Regions from separate parts of the Rattus norvegicus genome. Here region 1 is linked to region 2. The links are chromatin contacts, called in public Hi-C maps. All regions are on one chromosome and are shown on one strand. The core of a region is the stretch at or near the end of the contact, and the rest is flanking DNA. Distances in the headings are between cores, read along the strand shown. Region 1 holds the start of Eif4enif1 (eukaryotic translation initiation factor 4E nuclear import factor 1). Region 2 holds the start of LOC100361879 (ATP synthase subunit epsilon, mitochondrial-like).

Region 1 (4,831 bases), core at 523-3,022, 190 kb before region 2:
ACTCAGAGGATATACAGGCATGGGCTCAACTGAAGCATAATCCCACCTGCAGCTCCACGGCTTCCCCTATCTCTATCCCAAGACATTTGAGAGAGCTAGAAACCAATTCACAGTTCACTGCAACTTGTTAATCTGTTCAGAAACACTCAGCAGTCAATATGACACAGATGCAGTATCTTCAGTATCTATATGACAATCAGTTTAAAAGCAGCTATATGAAGGGTTGGGGATTTAGCTCGGTGGTAGAGCGCTTGCCTAGGAAGCGCAAGGCCCTGGGTTCGGTCCCCAGCTCCGGGGAAAAAAAAAAAAAAGAAAAGCAGCTATATGAACCTCTAAATTCACACCCAGGCTGAAGCAAGAGGGTACCGCATAAAAAACATATCTCCAAAAAACGGTAGGTTAAAATCACTATGTAATCTTCAGCAATGAAAGATGACTGAAGGCTTGCTTTTGTGAACTTATATCCAATTTATAAGAAGAAAAAAAAAAAACAACTAAAGGTTAAAATCCAATTACTCCAGTCAGACTCCTCTTCTAGGGAACTGGACTTCCAAGAAAGCATCCATACAAAAGACACTGATTCTGTGAAACATCCCAGAACCGGAGTCCTCACCTGGTCCCTGCCACCCAATCAGCCAACTGTTACAGACCATCTGGGTGCAAACAAGTACTTATCTACAAATTTCACATAGGGTCTGAGACAATAGCCTTTCACCTAAAACCTACATTTTAAACCCAGTAGTCACACTTCCAGAAAACTGACCAAACGGATGCTTTACAAGACTTACTTAGTCCCCAGTGAGTCAGAGAAAAACTACCACTTTAAATGATTCCAATGAAATAGCTACACATTATTACTTCATTTGAAACAAAACTTACTTTCGTATAGCGGTGGGGGGATTTGGAGGTGGGCAGCTTCTTCAGGTCAAGGAAAGCATCTCCATTTTCTGTTTCATCCACACTTCTCTTCTCCATGGCTTCTTGGTGTACAATTTTTTTGCACCTGGAAGATAAAATTAAGCACAAAACTGTCAAACAGAACAATAAATATTCTGAAGCCCTTTGCTGCTTATAAAACTGGAACTCTGAGGGGGTAAGATCTAGTTTTGTAAAAAAAACCATCCCGAAACTATGGGATGAACCAGAACTAAATTGGAAAGAGAACCACTTTTAGTATTCAGAGTATCCATAGCATAAAGAAAGCAGAAGTGGAAGAGGCCCAACTCAGGGTACAACCTTTAATTATCCTTAATACAAAAGGAAACCAAAATAGTCGCTGCCACCCACGAGAATCGGGCTGGCGGTGGTGGTGGTGAAGTTTCCCGGAGTAGAGTAGAGGTAGGACTGGTTGGGCTGCCGATCCGGGAAGTCGGCTGCTAGAAAGTGCCTGTCACTTGTCAATGGATGGCACCAGCTGCCCCTTATTACCCCAGTGTAAGGGGCTAGGGAACCGGTCCGAGCGCACCTCTCTAAGCCGGCCACACCTGTGGCCATGTGAGGGGCGTCCGCGGCGACGGAGGGCCAGTGCGGGCCGCCTCTGAGAAACTCCTCTCCTTAAACCAACCTCTGGCCCCTCACCCAGGCCCCAGACTGGAGGCTCCTCCGGAAGAAGGGCAGGGACTGTACTCACGCAGGGAGGCGGGCCGCAGGGAGCAGGGACCAAGTCCACAGGTCGGCCGCCTAGAGCCGGCGCAGGCCCGCCTGCTGCCCGCCGGCCGCCCGCGCGCCTCGCGCCTCTGCCGCCCCCCGCGCGCGCCTGCCGCCCGCGCTCCCGGGGCAGCGCGCCGTCCTCGCACGCAGGCCGGGGCCCCGCGCTTGCCGTACCCTTGCTCGGAGCGCCCGCCGCCGGGCGGCCCCGCGCCTCGGCCGCCGCGTACCCCGCGCCCGCTCCAGGCCCGGCGTCGCTGCCCGCGGCCTGCGCTTGCGCCCCCACCCCCCTCCCGCTCGGGCTGGCTCTCCTCAGCCGCCGTAACCGCGGCCCGGCCCTCCGGCGTAGCTCTCCGACCCCTCCCACTAATAACCCCCGTCGCGCACCGCGGGGCCCAGGCACCGCCCTCGCTATGCGCAGGACCTGGGCTGTCCGCGGCGATGCCTGCCGGAAAAGCCGCGCTGGGCGTCGCGATCCGCCGCGCTGGGTTCTCCGTGGGCCGGAAGGCAAAGGTACAATAGCCAGACGAGCACGGCGGCTACGGGAACGTGATCATGACGGGAGTTGTGGGAGCCGGCACCTGAATTCACAGGCAGCCGCTATGGGCAACTCAAGGAAGGGCGCCGCGTTCCCACGCGTCATGAGGGGCGGAGCCAGCAGCGCGCTGTCCTCGACCCGCGCCACGCCGGCGCGAGTGGGGTGGTCTGGGTGGGTCTGTGCTGTACAGTTGCTGGCGGACACCGGGCTGGGCCACTCCTGGGGCGTTAGCAGCAGGGGTCAGTTAGGAGATCACAGCCTTGATCTGTTTGTTTACTATTAGTGTGATCTAGGGTAAAGTTCTGAACGCCCTGGCTTTTCCCTCTTTATTTGTCTACTAAAATTGTCCCTGAAATTACTATGAAGAGCATTCGCCACAAGGGCTGGCGCATTAATAAACAAGTTTGTCATAATTATTTTTGATCCCACGTGAAGGAAATTGACTAATAAAGTAACTTTCAGTGATAATCTGAATTTTGCCTTACATTGCACGAGAAAGGAAGAGTTAAGTATCTGAGGGAAATGAGATGGCCTGGCCAGTCATCTTAGCCTTTGCCCGAGTGCCGAAACTCAAGTTGATGGAGAATACAGATACGCATATAAGTGAATAAGTTTCCCAAGAACTGCCGCTCTGGGAAAGTTACTTGTGAACAGGTCTGTAGGAGTATGCCGAGCACGGTGGGACTGCCTGGAATTGATATTTGTCATGGAGGGAGGGAGACAGTTTTGTTTTGTTTTGTTTCCTTTAAAGAACAGAGAGGCTGAACGTGTTGGCCTAAGCCCGTAATCTTAATTTTTCGGAGTTTGAGACCCGGAGTTGAAAGCCATGGTGAACAGTATGGCATTTGAACATCATTTATTTTACTTGGGATACTACTTTCCTTTATTTTTGTGAGCTTTGGCAACAAAAGTAATATTTTTCTGTTTGTAATGATTAATAAAGTCTTTTTTTTTTTTTTTTTTTTTTTTTCCTTTTTTTTTTTTTTTTTTTTTCTCGGAGCTGGGGACCGAACCCAGGGCCTTGCGCTTCCTAGGTAAGCGCTCTACCACTGAGCTAAATCCCCAGCCCCAAGTCTTTTTTTTTTTAAACAAACTATCTTTTGTGAAAGGTTTTCACTATGTAACCCTGGCTGGCTTTCCCAAGTGCTGAGATTACAGCCTTGTGCTTCCGGAATGCAGACAACAGAGAAACATTTGCGCTTCGGCCTGATTCTCCATTTTCACGTAGGCTGTGTAGAGTTAGGAAATGTATTTATCTTTAGCTTAGTTTGGGAGACGGAAATAGCAGTAGTGAAGATTAAATTTGGCAATGAGGGGGGAAAACCCTATATGACATGGATAATGTTTCTTTAAAAAAAATAATATTTCCTGTGCAAAGACAAATTGTAGGGAATCAACACTGGTTGCTTTTCTTAAAAGCCATGTTTTCTAGGCTGAAGGTGTACTCAAGGATAAGAGTGCTTTCTTGATCCTTAGCACCACAGACAGAACAAAAAACAACCTTGGATCTTGATTCTTAACGCTGAGAGAAATAGGGCTAATCCTCTTATTATGGAGTACAGAAGGTAACCACGCCCAGGTGCTGAGTTAGCGACTCAAGCTCAGGCTTGCTCGGTGCCAGGACTCTACCTCAGTCATACAGTATTAGGAGTCAGGCCCGGCTAATAAGTGCTGACCAAGTACTCTTAAAAACTGAGTGAGCGACATTTCTAGCCCAGGAAATTCTTCTTTTGAAGTTATTCAAGAGTTACTTAGTGAAGTCTGAGTATATTTAACCAACCTAGACGTCTGTCTCCTCTGTCTGAAAGGGATCAAAGTTCCACTGTTCTGACTTGTAGAAAATAAGAGGTAACATTAAAATGGACTGGGCCTGGACGGAGCAACACAAGCCTGGAATGGAAGCATTCAGGACACAGGCATATCTGAGCTCCAGGATAGCATGGTCTACATCACGAGTTCTAGGCCAGCCAGGGCTACATAGTAAGATCCTGTCTCAAAAAGAAAGGTGGGGCTGGTAGAAATGGCCCAACAGTTAAGAGCGCAGGCCACTCTGGCAGAGGATCCAGGCTTGATTTCAAGCACCGATGTGATTCCACGTGTAACAACTCCAGTTCCCGGAGAAACTCCTGACCCTGGAAGACACTAGGTATGCAAGTAGTGCACTAGCTCGATTTAGGTAATCACTAATGCACATAAAATCTTAAAAATTAAAAATAAAAAGTAAACAAAAGACGGGCTGAAGATATAGCTCAGTGGTAGACTGCAAGCTTAGTATGTACAAGGTCCTCAGATCCCTGGCAGTCACTATAAAACAAAGACAAAACAAGCCATACCCAGAACCTGAGGATTAAGACAGTGTTTTGCTCTCAGATTTATAAATTGGGCAGGTAGCAACAACTGTTCTCTGATTCGTTCATCACCTTAAGGACCAGGAACTAAGACCCCTTAAAGGATCCCTTATGCACATACATGGGAAGGGGAGGTTCTGTCAGCTGTAGGTATGGAGCTTGGGAACAAACATATCCTTTTTTTATAAAAAAAAAAAATGTGTGTGTGTGTGTGTGTGTGTGTGTGTGTTTGCATACATTGTGTGTATGTATGTACATGCCTGGTGCCCTCAGCTGTCAGAAGATGACTCATCTGGAA
Region 2 (4,645 bases), core at 292-2,791:
TCCAGCCCCTGAAAGTAGCTTTTGCTAAGAGAAAGAATTGAATGCCAGAGTAGAGTGTGGCCGACTGCACTAGCATGAAGGTCTTATTATCAGTCACGGGTCCCCACCTTGACAGCATCCTCATATGTCAGTTTGGGAGACATTGAGGGCGGAGTGTAATTGCTATTTGTCTCTCTGTTCTTTGCTATTTGTCTCTCTGTTCTTTAAGACATTTAGGATGTGGGTGCAGACTCTGAGATTCTCCAATGGACAAGAGAATCTACACCCCCGCCCCTACACACACACACACACACACACACACACACACACACACACCTGCATCGCCTGAGGAGTAATTCATCTTTGGATAAGGAGAAGGTGGTTGTTTTTTTTTTTTTTTTTTCCGGAGCTGGGGACCGAACCCAGGGCCTTGTGCTTGCTAGGCAAGCGCTCTACCACTGAGCTAAATCCCCAACCCGTAATTCATCTTTGGTTTTATTGGATTGTTTTGGCCTACATAGTGGGAGCAGGACAGGCCTCTAGCAGGTCCTACTTCCCATGAACCCTTATTCTGTAATGAGGCTAACATGCAACTTACTCTGGTTGGATGATTTATGCTCCCTCTAAGGAAACTACTGGGCCTTCTGCCATGGAAGCCTATTATAGATTTAACCCATTTTACTCAGGCATTCAATGTTTTGAATTTTGTTTTGTTTTTTTCCAGCCGAGAGTGAACTGTGTTAATTTATTGACATGGCCAATTCATCAACAAGATGGGTCGTCTGTCTCCAGGAGGTACGGCTGATCTCCATCTGCCGGAACAGGTGCCCACATGGTTCACCTGGAAGACTCAGCACTTCAGGCTTCAGTCAGGCTTCTTCACTTTCACTGTTTTTATGCTGCTGCCCGAAGTCTTCTCAGCGTTCGCTTTGAACTCGGTCTTCAGGGCATCCCTCACTGCTTTTGCACAGATCTGGGAGAACCGGATGTAGCTGAGTCCAGCCTGTTGCCAGTAAGCCACCATGGTGTCTCGAGCGGGGCGTGTCAGGCAGAACTGCTGGGTCGCTTCAGAGTAGCCTGAGCCCGGCCCGGCAGCAGGAACGGATATTGCTTTTTTATCAAACAGATTTTAAGTTTAATCTAAACTTGTTTTGAGTTATGTACCTTAGGTTTAACTTTGACAACAAAAGAGTATATAATGGGAAATATAAATTGGTCTCTCCTTTCAAGCTTGTCTTTGTACATTACATTTGTACTTAGCATTAACTTGTATTTCTTAATTATACTTAACAGTTTACAGTAAGTTAGCAATTCGCTCCGAGTTACACACACCCCGTTTTCTTGTTACATAGTCCAAGAACTCTAGGGAATGTTCAGCACTCTTGTCTCCAGAGAACCTGGATTAGGAGGATGAGCCAACAAACACACTTTTAGCCCTCTGGACCAGGCTGAGTTAATAACTTCGTCAAACACATGGAAACAGCTCGGCCAGATTAAGAGTCGACTCTCTCAAGCTTCTCCTGTTATGAAATCACTCTCTGAAACGAAGGTCTTGGCTGTGGCTCTATTTTCAAATTTCTCTTGCAAAGCGGGAAGCACCATGGACGGTGGCGGGAAACGCCAACGGGAATTGAGTTTGAAGATAGACTCGACGCCACGCCCCCAGCCTCCACCCCCACCCCCCAGCTCCGGAGGAGGAAGTGGCGCGGTCACCGAGACGAGGCGGAGGCTGGGCTAGAGCGTCCAGGCCGGCTGAGCCGGGACCGGCGAGGGGCGGGGACTCGGGGCGGAGCCTCCGGAGCGGCGCGGGCTCAGGTGAGCGCTGTTCGGCGGTGCTGTCTGTCTGGCTCCTAGAGCTCTGGTGCGGAAGCTGCGCGAACTGTGGGGGCTCAGGTGGGATATCTTGAAGAGGTCCTGGATATCTGTCCAGGATCTGGCCTTGGGCCCGGCCTGAGGCGGGGAGGAGCTCTGGAAGTGGGGGCGAGTGGTGTGCCAGCCTCGGGCTGAGACTTGAGGGGCTTGAAGGAAGGGTCCCTGAGCCAGGTTCGAGGCCCGACTCTTCCTGCAGCCCCCGTGTGACCTTGGATCAGTCTTTTCTCTCACCGAGTTTCTGCGACCGCAGCGGTGAAATGGAGGCAGGACGGTCCGCTGAGAGTTGGTACACACAGAGGTTCGGCAAAGAAACCCCAGCTATCCTCAGTTCTCTCTTTCCCAGGACATTGTTAGTGGAACGTGAATCATGGGAGTGCTTAACAGTTCGAGTGACCTTGGGCGAGTCCCTTGTTTTGACGTTTCTCTACAGAGGTGATGGACTAACCTCTTCGAATATCCCTGTACTATTTTGGTGTTCCTGATGCAGACAAAAACAAGGTAGTGCCCCTCTCACCACAAGCCTCCCTTTTAAGTATGCGGTAGAGAAAATAGCTTTAGAGGATTGACTAGATCTTAGCCCAAGTTCCCTTTAATTTTTAAAGCACACTTCTATTTGTTTTTCTCTCTTGGTAATTGGAGGAGTGATATAATGCAAGGGTTGGCACACCTCTCAGCTGAACAACAACCAGTACCTTCAAGGCCTAAAATTAAAGAGCAATTTTAGGAAGCCTGACATTCTCGCTGTTTCTGTTTGTGTTTCAGTAGCAGGAAGGCAAGATGACTTCCCTGCTCCAAGATCGGAACAGCTGAAGAAACCACAAGACAAAATGAGAACCACAAAGGTCTACAAACTTGTCATCCACAAGAAGGGCTTTGGGGGCAGTGGTCAGTATTGATTGATCTTTGGGGATTGTGTAAATTGGCTGATGTGATGTGCCTTAAAAATTACCCATATCACAATTGAGGCTGGACAGGTAAATGAGTGGGGCAAGATCAGCAGGCGGGAATGGCTGGCAATGAGAGCACAGGATCTTTTTGGAAAGCATTGCATTCAGATTTTGTTTGGTTGTTTTTTGAATCCAGGTTTTACCATGTATCCAATGCTCATTTGAAACTCACTGTACAGCCCAAGCTGTCTTTGAACCCATTATCCTCCTGCCTGGAAATACTCTACCACACCTGAGTTAATTTTCCTCCTGTTTTTGTTTGTTTGTTTTTGTTTGTTTTTTTTTTTCTTTTTTGTGTAGTGCCAGGTCATGTATACTAGAAAAGGTCTATATGACTTTTTTTTTAATTGTTTATTTCAGAACTAGAATTATTGACACAGTGAGATGGTTTTATTTTTTGAGACAGAGTCTTATAGCTCATACTGGCCTTGAACTCAGTATGTACGGGAGGATGATCTTGAATTACTGACCTTCCTTTCTTCATACCCAAGTGCTGGGATTTCAGGTATGCGCTCCCACATGGTTCTACATGGATCTGGATAAAAAAACCCATGCTTTGTCCCTTTGAGCAAGAACTCTATCAAGGAGCAATACCTCCAGACCTCAATGAGTCTTCTTAACTTAATATTTCATTTAATATTTATGTACATGTGTACATCTGTGTTATGTGGATGCTCTTGCACATGTGTGTGTATGCCCATGAAAGATAAGTGCCAATCTTTAGTATTGTTCTTCTGGAGCCATTAACTTTTTTTTTTTTTTTTGGACAGGCTCTTACTCTGTAGCCTTTACTGGTTTGCAATGCTGACTAGGCTGGCCTTGAACTTACAGAGCTCCTCTGTCTTACAGAGATTAGTTTTGCCTATAAATACTGAGATTAATGACATATCCCATCATATCTAGTTACCTTACATTTTTATTCATTTATTTCGTTTTCGTCACCCTTGTTTTTGAGACAGTTCCTCAGTGGGACCTGGGGCTTTTTAATTTAGGCTAGACCAGCTGGCCCGTGAAATTGAGTGACAGTGTATGGAATTTCTGTCAGAAGCACCTTGGATTCTTTGTGTGTTGGTTTGGAATTAATTTGGTACTCACATGTTTAGAAGCCTTTTGTCAAATTGTTTCGGTTCTCGTGTTTAGTCACATCAATCCCATAGGGGGTTGAAACCCTCTATTTATGAAACTGGCCTGAACACTTACACGAAGTATAGGTAGCTACTGAATCAATACAGAGATAGCTTCAGCAGAGGGGATAACAAGAGTACAGTGTAAATTATATATATATGATATATATATGTATATAGTATGTGTGTGTATATATATATATATACACACACACACACACACACACACAAATACATAAAATGTATATAGGTGTGTGTAAGACAGATACAGCTTGGTGATATACCTAGGAGACTAGAATTCTAACCAGCATCCCTATGAAATGTAAAGACTGTGAGTACTGTAAAATCTCTTGTCCCTCTGGAGTTAACATTATGAAGTAATTAGTTAGCTGTAGTGGCTTGTGCCTGCAACACAGGACTTTCCAAGGTTGAGACAGGAGGATTGCTGAAAGTTTGAGGTCATCCTGCTGCAGGAGGAAAATGACTGTTTCAGAGGAAAGAAGGAGGAGCTAGAGGAGGTGGTGCACACGTACTCACAGCACGCAGGAGGCAAAGGCAGTCGGCGGGTCTCTTGTGAGTTTGAGGCTTCCCTGGTCTACCTAGTGAGCTCCAAGCTACACAGTGAAACTCTGGCTCAAATGAACAAAAGGGAAGAAAGAAAAGAAAAAGAAGAGAGGGGGTAGAGAGTAGGGGGTGGGGCAGAGAGAGGAAATGAAACAAAAC

Evidence for each region. Hi-C and Micro-C count contacts between places; a contact is called where the count stands out from the background.
Region 1: a Hi-C map of liver shows a contact between it and region 2, with 1.9 times the contacts expected there. The contact joins the promoter of Eif4enif1 here to the promoter of LOC100361879 in region 2. A contact is called at or near these places in 2 of 12 Hi-C or Micro-C datasets (both in liver) and 1 of 1 datasets of contacts at active chromatin or transcription factors (oligodendrocytes).

What each region holds. Positions count from the first base shown.
Region 1 is chr14:82,277,689-82,282,519 of GRCr8, reverse strand. Eif4enif1 (eukaryotic translation initiation factor 4E nuclear import factor 1) reads right to left here and starts at 1,772. Exons shown (of 19, transcript NM_001107230.1): 1 at 1,631-1,772; 2 at 880-1,003. The coding sequence starts at 975.
Region 2 is chr14:82,084,405-82,089,049 of GRCr8, reverse strand. LOC100361879 (ATP synthase subunit epsilon, mitochondrial-like) reads right to left here and starts at 1,541. Exons shown (of 1, transcript XM_039092535.2): 1 at 683-1,541. The coding sequence starts at 1,003. The coding sequence ends at 845. It overlaps Depdc5 (DEP domain containing 5, GATOR1 subcomplex subunit), which reads left to right and starts at 1,804. Exons shown (of 42, transcript NM_001107229.1): 1 at 1,804-1,872; 2 at 2,614-2,736.